Linked DNA regions of Sus scrofa: regions 2 and 3 are each linked to region 1. The links are chromatin contacts, called in public HiChIP or PLAC-seq maps. All regions are on one chromosome and are shown on one strand. The core of a region is the stretch at or near the end of the contact, and the rest is flanking DNA. Distances in the headings are between cores, read along the strand shown. Region 1 overlaps IQCK (IQ domain-containing protein K). Region 2 overlaps C3H16orf62 (UPF0505 protein C16orf62 homolog). Region 3 overlaps KNOP1 (lysine-rich nucleolar protein 1).

Region 1 (3,388 bases), core at 513-3,012:
CCAAGCCTCGTCTGTGACCTACACCACAGCTCATGGAAATGCCAGATCCTTAACCCCTTGAGAGAGGCCAAGGGTCGAACCTGCAACTTCGTGGTTCCTAGTCAGATTTGTTTACGCTGCGCCATGACAGGAACTCCATTCTTCTTCTTTTGTTTAATGGCCACACCTGCAGCATATGGAAGTTCTCAGGCTAAGGGTCGAATCAGAGCTGCAGCTGTAGGCCTACACCCCAGCAACAGCAATGCTGGATCTGAGCCGGATCTGTTACCTACACTGCAGCTTGTGGCAATGCTGAAGCCTTAACCCACTGAGTGAGGCCAGGGATTGAACCTGCATCCTCATGGATACTAATCAGGTTATTAACCTGCTGAGCCACAAGGGAACTCCCTCCTCCTTTTTAAAAAATTTGACATCTGTATCTGTAGATTTGCTGCTGCATGACAGGATGATCCATATAAACACTTTCAAGAATGAAAATACGTTAGGATAAAAATCTGGGAGAGGAGTTCCCATCGTGGCACAGCAGAAACGAATCCGACTAGGAACCATGAGCTTTCGGGTTCGATCCCTGGCTTTGCTCAGTGGGTTAAGGATCCAGCATTGCTGTGAGCTGTGGTGTAGGTCACAGACCCGGCTCAGATCCCGTGTTGCTGTGGCTATGGCATAGGCTGGCAGCTGTAGCTCCAGTTTGACCCCTAGGCTGGGAACCTCCATATGCTGCCAGCGCAGCCCTAAAAAAAAAAAAAAAAAAAAAAAAAAAAAAAAAAAAACCTGGGAGAAGAGGAATAGAACTATATGTTCAAGGAGAAAAGGAAATAATACATGGTTTTCAACTGTTAAAGAGCAGCTTGTCTATGTGTTTCCAGTAGCTTCAAATGATGGTACGAATCTTCTGGTATATAAAATATATTTTTAAAAAGCTGTTACTAGAAAAGAAGAAGTACATTGGGAATGGGGGGGGGTATATGGTATTTGTGAATTTTTTTTGTTTTTAGTCGCTGCATCCAGATGAAATCTGCGCCACAGCTGCAGCAACGCCAGATCCTTTAACATACTGCACGGGGCTGGGGATTGAACTTTGTCCCCTCAGTGACGGGAGCTGCCACATTCAGATCCTTAACCCACTGTGCCACAGTGGAAACTCCAGCTTCTTCTTTTAATGTTTAATACAGTTGGCTTCTTAGTCCTCAGGCTTTCCTTTCTTTCCTTTTTTTTTTTCTTTTTTTGCTTTTTAGGGTGGCATATACAGGGTCCCAGGCTAGGGGTCAAATCGGAGCTGCACCTGCCAGCCTACCCCACAGCTTCAGCAACACTAGATCCCAGCCGTGTCTGAAACTTACACCACCATTTAAGGCCAGATCCTTAACCCACTGAATGAGGCCAGGGATCGAACATACAACCTCATGGTTCCTAGTTGCATTCATTTCTGCTGCGCCACGTTGGGAACTCCTTTTTTTTTTTTTTTTTTTCAAGAAACTCTCAGCGTTTCTTGCCTGGAGCTCTGTGTGCCTCCGGTTCTGGACCAGCCACCAAGGTAAAGAGTGGGTACTGCCCCCGTCCCTAGGTACAGACGGAAATCATTTTTCAATTAGTTATTAACTTGTTACACTCACAGAGAGCTGTTTAAAAATAAGCTGGAGAAACTGTTTCCAGCTCATGTAAAGGCAACATTTAATATACAGAGCCCCTGCCAGTCTGTACTGGCTGAGAACCGTTCCTACCCCAAGCTCAGTCAGCTTGCCCGGGACGCTTCTCAAGGTTCCGTCTCTGCTTCAGCAGCTGAGAAGGCAGAGATAAATTTTAAAAAGTCATCAGACATGGCTGACAGGGTTCATCTGTGTTGGTTTGTACCGCTGACTCACTAGGCTTTTGAAGACAGAATTTCAAAGGACAGCCTGGTAGCTAAACCTGATGGCTCTTTAAACTGCTGTGCTAAGTCTCCAGTCTTGATGATGACTGTGAAATGGAGCTGCTCTCGTAAATTCAGATGTAGCAGGAAAATTCTTAGCAACATATAAGCACATCTGAGAAGCACAGAAAGCTCACCTACATGATATAAAGAAAATTAGTTTGAATATTTGTTTTAATGTATTTTACTTCATTTGGTTTTTTTACTTGCAATATAGTTAATTGACGATATTGTTAGCTTAGGGTGTACCATACAGTGATTCAGTATTTTTTTTCAGATTATATTCCATTATAGGTTATTATGGGATTAAAGGGTATAATTCCGTGTGCTACACAGTATTTCCTTGTTGCTATTTATTTTATACGTAGTAGTCTGTCCTTTAATCCCATATCCCTAACTCACCCCTTCCTCCCCCTTCCCCACTGGTACTAGTTCGTTGTCTATGTCTGTGACTCTGTTTTTGTTTTACATAAATAAAATTAGCAAACTAAGCAAATATATATATATATATATTTTTTTTTTAAGCATGGCGTAATACATATATATATATACACACAGATATATATATTTTGTCTTTTTAGGGCTGCACTCACGGCATATGGAGGTTCCCAGGCTAGGGGTCGAATCAGAGCTGTAGCTGCCAGCCTACATCACAGCCACAGCAACACAGGCTCTGAGCCAAGTCTGCAACCTACAGCTTAGCTCACGGCAATGCTGGATCCTTAACCCACTGAGCGAGACCAGGGATCGAGCCTGCGTCCTCATGGATGCTAGTCAGATTTGTTTCCGCTAAGCCATGATGGGAACTTCTTTTTTTTTTTTTTTTTTTTTGGTCTAATTTAATATGTAATATATTAAATATATTTAGGAAACTAATATATTTTAAAAAGCATGGAATTCCCGAGAGTTCTCATGTGATTCAGTGCAAATGAATCCGATTAGTATCATGAGGATGCAGGTTCAATCCCTGGCCCTGCTCAGTGGGTTAAGGATCCAGCATTGCCGTGAGCTGTGGTATATGTCACAGACATGGCTAAGATACCACATGGCTGTGGCTGTGGCGTAGGCCAGCAGCTGTAGCTCCGATTGGACCCCTAGCCTGGTAATCTCCGTATGTCGCAGGTGCAGCCCTAAAAAGACTAAAAAAAAAAAAAGCCTGGAGTTCCCTGGTGGCTCAGCAGGTTAAGGAGCCAGCATTGTCACTGCTGTGGTGCAGGTTTGAGCTATGGCCCGGGAATTTCCCCATGCCACGGGCACAGCCAAAAAACAAAAAACAAAAACAACTTATTTTTCAGGTTTTCTACAGTCACCACATCACCTGTATTATTAAATTATTTTATTGAGCATCTATCATATGCCAGGCAACAGGGACCCCCTTACCCTTGTACTCTGCAGAGAGGAAGGTCTTACTGTCCGCATTTTATGGTCGAGGGAGCTGAGGTTTCAAGGAGGTTAAGAGACTTTGTTCGGGTCACCCAG
Region 2 (3,388 bases), core at 306-2,805, 150 kb before region 1:
CCCCGTCTCTGAGAAATGAATGGGGATGGGGGTCCTGAAAGTGTCTTTCTGGAAAAGAAAAGCTGTGGTAGCCTTGATAGCACCATAAAAGATAGCTATTACTATCATTTTTTTATGGCTGCACTCACAGCATATGGAAGTTCCCGGGCCAGGGATCGAATCTTAGGCACAGCTTCCACCTACACCACAGCTGCTGCAGTGCCTTTAACACGCTGTGCCACAGCAGAAACTCCTATTATTTGTTTTCGTAGCCACCTCAGTGCCTGGCGTATAGAAGGTACTCAAATAATGTAGTCCAGGAGTTCCCATCCTGGCTCAGCGGAAATGAATCTGACTAGTATCCATGAGGACGCAGGTTCGATCCCTGGCCTCACTCAGTGGGTGTGGCTGTGGCATAGGCCAGAAGGTGCAGCTCCAGTTGGACCCCTAGCCTGGGAACCTCCATATCCCACGGGTGTGGCCCTAAAAAAAACAACAAAAAGTTCTCCATTCAGCGTTATTTACCTACCAAGTGCCTGCAGTGTGCAGGAAGCAGGGATGGAGATGGGACACCATTTGTGTTGTGTCCACTGGGCCTTCCTAGCAGTGTCTAATTGGCAAGCACAACACATGAAGTACCCGTCCAGCTGGAGGTTTTAGGCCAGCATGAGAAGCAGATGAACCAAGAGATACTGTTGGGTAGTCCACTGAAGGAATGAATGAGGTCACTTCAGATGCCCTGAAAAAATGAGATGGGTGATGGGGATGGTGGTGGATGAGAGAGGAGACCGGGGTAGCGGGGGGTGAGAGGGGGCCTCTGGACTCAGGTCAGGGAAGGCCTGGTATCGGAGCGAACGTGGAAGACGAGGTCTGAGGCCTGTCAAGGAGCCAGTGTGGCCACATCTTGCAGATAAAGATTCCAGTTGGCGGCACAGAACCCCAGTGGCATTGGAGCCGCCCCTAGGAGCATCCTCTGCCCTTGTGTCTGATCTGTGTGGGAGACTGGCCTCTGGGGAGCACATCACCAGGGCATCCTTCCTTCCAGCTTCCAACCAGTTGAGCCAGCGGGAAGGGCTCGTGCTGGATTGGAGGGCAGGAGGAGAGCAAGGTCGGGTATTTATCCTGCAGCGCTCACAGAGCCGTGGTTTGGCAATGGCTTTGACCTTCCATCCAAGGCTGCAGCTGCTGCTGGGCGGCCTCCCCCAGCCTCGGTGACTCCATTGCCCGCTGCACGCTTTCAGCCCAGGGGTGGTAAACGGCTTCCCGCAGTTGCCAGGCCCTGGGTGTCATCTGTCCTCATTAGTTCCCTTCGTTTTGATGACCCTTCATTCAACCGTCCTCGTCTAACCCTGGCGAGTGTGCCCTCGGTGTTCTTCCAGGACCCTGAGCCATCCAGCTGGTCCTGGGGACTGGGAAGTTGGTGCTGGACTGAGTGAGGGGCACAGCGCACCGGCTGGGTCGGCAAGTGATGGCACCAGGGCTGGGAGTTTATTCTCGGGGGGAGAAGAAGTCCTTGGAGGGTGTTCAGCCCGGGAGCCGCATGACTGCATGTACTTTCTTTGGAACTGAGCTGAAGCTGCTGACCTTTTTCTGCATCCCAGCACTGATCCGGTTGAGCACTCGAGAAACAGTGTTATAAGCTCTGCAACTGTCTCTTGGGTTTTTCCTCTCCCAAGAGAGGAGCCTCAATTTAGCTGTTGATGTTGTTGAACGCCTTCAAGAGGGAGGCTCCTTTCAAAGTCAGGGCCCTGGGTGGTGACAGTGATCATTTGGGGGTTTACCCGAGGTCGGTGGCTTCTGCTGTGGCATCTGCTATGCGACCTGCCATCTAGCTTTGGTAGTTGGAGGAACAGGGCTTTTTGGACTGTTACACACCTAAGAGCAAGGTTGTAATTTTGGAAACAGGCCATTAAGCTGACAGGTAACTTTGCTTTCTTTCCTGGGACCCAGAGCTCTCAAAGCCCGTCTCCCCGAACCAGAGCGTGTTGATTAGTGCGGCGGGCAACATTTTGTCCCTTTCCTCTGATTGTCTAACTGCGGCTGGTGGCACTTTCATTTTCCTACAGCTGCCAAAGGGAGGGACCTGGGTTTCTGTCTCTCCCCCCACCCCTGCACGCCTGATTCATATCCAGGATTATTTATCCATTTGTGGTTCTCCACCAGGATCATCCTGAACACGGGGTCCTGTTTCTTGTCCGAGAGCTGCTCAACGTGATCCAGGACTACACCTGGGAGGACAACAGTGATGACAAAATCCGCATCTACACCTGTGTCCTGCACCTGCTGTCCGCCATGAGCCAGGAGACCTACCTCTACCACATAGACAAAGGTAGCCATGTCCCCTCCCCCAACGCCCTGCACCCAGCTTGAACTTCCTAGAGGTCAAGTGCAGTGTTTTCATTTTCTCTTTTTTAAAATTTTTAAATGATTTTTATTTTTTCCATACCAGCTAGTTTATAGTGTTCTGTCAATTTTCTGCTGTACAGCAAAGTGACCCAGTCACATGCATATATATACATTCTTTTTCTCACATTATCAGGCTCCATCATAAGTGACTAGATACAGTTCCCAGTGCTGTACAGCAGGATCGCATTGCTTATTCATTCTAAAGGCAAAAGTCTGTTTGCATCTACTAACCCCAGAGTCCCAGTCCATCCCACTCCCTCCCCCTTTTGCAGCTGCAAAGAGAGAAAAAAAGAAAACATATTCCTGGGCCCCCTCTGTCCCTTCTAAATTAGGATCCCTGAGAAGAAGCCTGAGAATTTCTATCTTTAATAAGCATCCAAGGAGTTCCTGTTGCGGCTCCGCAGAAACGAATCTGACTAGTGCCCATGAGGATGTCGGTTTCATCCCTGGCCTTGCTCCTTGGGTCGGGGATCTGGCATTGCTGTGAGCTGCGGCGTAGGTTGCAGATGTGGCATGGATCTGGTGTTGCTGTGGCTGTGGTGTAGGCTGGCAGCTCCAGTTACAGTTTGACCCCCTAACTTAGGCACTTCCATATGCCATGGGTGAGGCCTTAAAAAGAAAAAAAAAAAAAAAAAGCATCCAAGATCATTTTGACAAACAGACTTCAGAGAAGCACTCTTTGGGATGGACAGTGTCTTGGGTGTGCTGTAGAATAGTCTAGAATACTCTAGTGGTTACATGTGCACACACATGACCTTTATCCAGGGCCTGTTCCTGCCCAGTCGCAGGTGGGTCCTGGTCTGGACCCTCAGGTCAGGTGCTTGGAGGAAGGGAGGTGGCTGCCCCTCCCTGCATGTATGACCCGCACTTTTGAACTTGCTGCCACACAGTGTAGCAGCCTCTTCATGTCCTCGATATAACATGGGACAGTCCCACTTCCAGACCTTTGCGACCTGGGCCTAAGCATTTTCCTGCTCGTCAGATCCTCGGTTCCAATTTGTGG
Region 3 (3,388 bases), core at 473-2,972, 130 kb before region 1:
CAGTTACCTTCCTGGCTTCCAAAGGCCTTTCCCTTCCATGGTCCTGGGACTCACCCAGGAGAGTCCAGGTGCTCCGAGCTTACTGCAACCCTGCCGGGGCCCATGGGTGCGGCCCCACCAGAGCCCCGTGACTGGTGCCACGGCTTCCCGATCCACTGATAAGGAAGGGTCTGCAGCTGCCCAGGGCACCAGCCCACTCAGGAGCCCTGCTGGAATGCCATCTCAGAGGCACTTTCACATCGAGCTGCCCAGGGCACATGGCGACAGACACAGCCCACCAGCTGGTGGCTCCTCCCCAGGCCTGAGGGTTCTGTCCCTGGAAGGTGGGGGAGGGCAGGTGGGAGTCTGGGATGAACTCCTCTCTGCAGAAGCGCTGCCGACTAGAGCAGGAAGAGTGGAGGCTCCGAGAGGCAAAGGGGCAGCAAGAGAGGGGCTGAGCCAGCCCGGGAACCCGGGTCCCGATTCCTGTCCAGAGTGTGCCACAACCCAGGCAGGATCACCCATGTTTGAGAAAATGCAAGCGAGCCCCTCAGAGCAAGTGCCCATTGTGGTGCAGTGGAAACGAATCAGACTAGGAACAGTGAGGTTGTGCGTTCAATCCCCAGCCTCGCTCAGCAGGTTAAGGATCTGTGAGCTGTGGTGTAGGACGCAAACACGGCTTGGATCTGGTGTTGCTGTGGCTGTGGTGTAGGCTGGCGGCTACAGCTCGGATCCAATCCCTAGCCTGGGAATCTCCATATGCCATGGGTGCGGCCCTAAAAAGCAAAAAAAAAAAAAAAAAAAAAAAAAGAGAGAGAGAGAGAGAGCCCCTCAGAGCAATGACCCAAGAGAAGACTCTGCTCATGTCTGCAGCAGAGGAAAGAAACCCAGCCCCATAAGGTCTATGACTTTGAAGACGCACCTGTGTGACCCTGGTCAAGTTACTTAACCTCTCTGTGCCGCAATGGCCTCATCTATAAAGTGGGGTGTACACCAACCACCCAGAGCACCGGGCCTGGCTTGCTCTAAGTCCTCGAGAACTGGTTCTGCCCACCCCCGGCCCGCCCTCCACCCCCGCTGCCGACCTGCCGGGAACTTTCCGGCTGGAAGCCAAATGCTGGCCGCATACTCATTTCTAGGTTGGCTTTGGGAGAACTGTAAGAACCCGTCACCGCTACAGCTGCCCTGAGCGGACTGGTGACAAGTTCTCCCAGCTTCACAGTGGCCCAAATATAGACCTAACAACAGCTTCCTTGGCCTGTAATTTCTAGAGTGAGAGGCCACCTCTCGCAGCCCGGCACTGGGGCTGAGGCCAGCTGCCTTGGGCTGAACGGTCCTGTGAGCCAGCTCTCAGGGCCGCTGACCCACTCAGAGGGGACCCACGGCCAGTCTGGAATCCCTACGTGACTCAGTGGCCAAGCAAGGGGTTCCAGGTTCCAGGTCCCAGGAGGCAGTGCCACCTGGAGCCTCCCCAGAAGATCAGCGCCCCGGGGGGCCAGGGTGGCGCTCCTGCCTCGAGCCACAGCCCTGCCCGCCTTCCTCCCTCACTCAGGGAGCCCATTAGCTCTGCCCAGTTCCAGAGGACGGAGAGAAAGGAGACCCAGAGGGAGGATACGGGGTGACAAAGCCCACCCCACACCCTGTCACGCCAGGCTGTGAGTCCCGCTCCACAGGTGCGGAAGCTGAAGCTCTGACAGAGGGACGGCCTGGAGCAGAGCCGGGCACTGGCTGCCATCTGCGGAGCCAAACCAACTGTCCTTTTCTGGGCTGCAGGGGGAGGCTTAGGTGCAGGAAGCAGCCCTTCCCATCGTCTGGATCCTTCTCTCTCTCTCCCAAATCCCGTCTACTCGCGAGTCCTGCCGGGCTGAGACTGTGAAGCTGTTCTCACCCCTCGGCCCTGTCCTGGGCCTCAGGCCTGCAGGCTGAGCCTCTACCCCAGCTCTCAGCGCCCCACACGAACGCCCTGCCCTCCAGCCCACTCCCCCGCATGAGGCCCGGGGCCCCACGGCCCCTCTCAGCCCCCTCCAACCAGTCCTGGAGGTCCTCCCACCATGCTCTCTCCTGTCCTGTCTGCTCAGGCCCGGTTTGGAAACTTCCACTCCAGCTGGACCCTGAAGCCAGCCCCGAGGACCTGCCTGTGGCCCTCTCACCCCCAGCCCATCCCAGCAGCCTTCCGAGGGACCCACCACTGTTGCAAAGAGCTTGTCACCTTGTGCCCAGGGACACCCTGCCCGCCCAGAGCCAAAGACAATGGTTCAGGCTGCTTATCTCCAGCAGCCAGGAGGCCAGCACCGCACTCAGAAGAGAGGAAATTAGCTCAGGACAAGCTCTGCAGCCGAGGCGGCCAGCTGGCGGGCCCGGGGCCACCCCTGGGCTGGTCAGTCTCATGCCACATGGTGACAAGCACCACGACTCGCAAAGCCCAGCATCTCACTTACTTGTTGACACTTCTTGGTGTCAGGAGCTTCCGTTTTGCCTGACTCACGATCGATCTCTTCTTGCAAGGCCTTTCGCCTCACCTGAGCCAGGGAAAGAGGGAAATGAGACGGAGGGTTTCCTGTGAGCCTCACACCCGGGACGGACCGGGATGGGCCGGTGGGGTGGAGGGGAGCACAGACTGGAGAGGTCAGGCGAGGGGTGGAGGGGGGTGTGGGTGTGAGAGCGGCTTTGTTCTGTTGCATGCTAGGGGAGGCATTTGTCAAAAATACCCTCTAAGTGGAGTTCCCCATGTGGCTCAGTGGGTTAAGAACCTGACTAGGATCCATGAGGATGTGGTTGGATCCCTGGCCTTGCTCAGTGGGTTAAGGATCCAGCGTCGCCATGAGCTGTGGTACAGATCGCAGACGTGGCTCAGATCTGCTGTGGCTGTGGTACAGGCCGGCAGTTGCAGCTTCAGTTCCACCCCTAACCTGGGAACTTCATATGCCACAGATGTGACCCTAAAAAGAAAAAAAAAAAGAATGAATCTCCTACCCTGAGGTTTATCCACCTTTGTCTTTAGAAACTTTTTTGTTCATAAGAACCATTTTGGGTAGAAACTTTCCTTAAAACACACTGCCTGAAGCCCTGCCAGTCCAGAGGATACTCTAGTTAACTTCCTTGCTGACAGCATCATTTTCTAGAAAGAACGCAGACTATGGAGTCAGGCACAGGCTGGTGTGAATCCTAGCACTGTCATTAACTAGCTGTGTGGCCTTGGGCAGGTCACTTAGTCTCTCTGTACCGTGGTCTATTCACCTGCACCAGATGGAAGACAGAGAACTGTAATACTGTGATTTATAGTATGAACTATATAACAAGATATACATAAAATTGTCCCCAGTCTGGCACAGAGCTCCAAAAACTCTAGAATTTCCTAAAGCGACAAAAACAAGCAAACTAGGTGACTTTCGGAAGCACCTAAGGAGGA

What was found. HiChIP or PLAC-seq counts read pairs in DNA pulled down with a chosen protein or histone mark.
Region 2: a contact with region 1 is called in an H3K27ac HiChIP or PLAC-seq map of skeletal muscle. The contact joins two enhancer-like sites. A contact is called at or near these places in 1 of 47 Hi-C or Micro-C datasets (liver) and 1 of 2 datasets of contacts at active chromatin or transcription factors (skeletal muscle).
Region 3: an H3K27ac HiChIP or PLAC-seq map of skeletal muscle shows a contact between it and region 1. The contact joins two enhancer-like sites. A contact is called at or near these places in 1 of 47 Hi-C or Micro-C datasets (liver) and 1 of 2 datasets of contacts at active chromatin or transcription factors (skeletal muscle).

What each region holds. Positions count from the first base shown.
Region 1 is chr3:25,899,860-25,903,247 of Sscrofa11.1, reverse strand. IQCK (IQ domain-containing protein K) reads left to right here. Exons shown (of 10, transcript XM_021086532.1): 9 at 1,474-1,534. Among named protein-coding and RNA genes, the nearest start is that of GPRC5B, 31 kb to the right of the region's middle. Within about 2 kb of position 1,762, at least 1 of the 83 cell types and tissues checked has an H3K27ac peak or open chromatin away from gene starts, as enhancers often do. A contact at or near this core is called in skeletal muscle, where this site is marked.
Region 2 is chr3:26,053,693-26,057,080 of Sscrofa11.1, reverse strand. C3H16orf62 (UPF0505 protein C16orf62 homolog) reads left to right here. Exons shown (of 31, transcript XM_021086527.1): 28 at 2,143-2,308. Among named protein-coding and RNA genes, the nearest start is that of IQCK, 33 kb to the right of the region's middle. Within about 2 kb of position 1,555, at least 4 of the 83 cell types and tissues checked have an H3K27ac peak or open chromatin away from gene starts, as enhancers often do. A contact at or near this core is called in skeletal muscle, where this site is marked.
Region 3 is chr3:26,031,350-26,034,737 of Sscrofa11.1, reverse strand. It overlaps KNOP1 (lysine-rich nucleolar protein 1), which reads right to left. Exons shown (of 5, transcript XM_021086529.1): 4 at 2,418-2,498. Among named protein-coding and RNA genes, the nearest start is that of IQCK, 11 kb to the right of the region's middle. Within about 2 kb of position 1,722, at least 8 of the 83 cell types and tissues checked have an H3K27ac peak or open chromatin away from gene starts, as enhancers often do. A contact at or near this core is called in skeletal muscle, where this site is marked.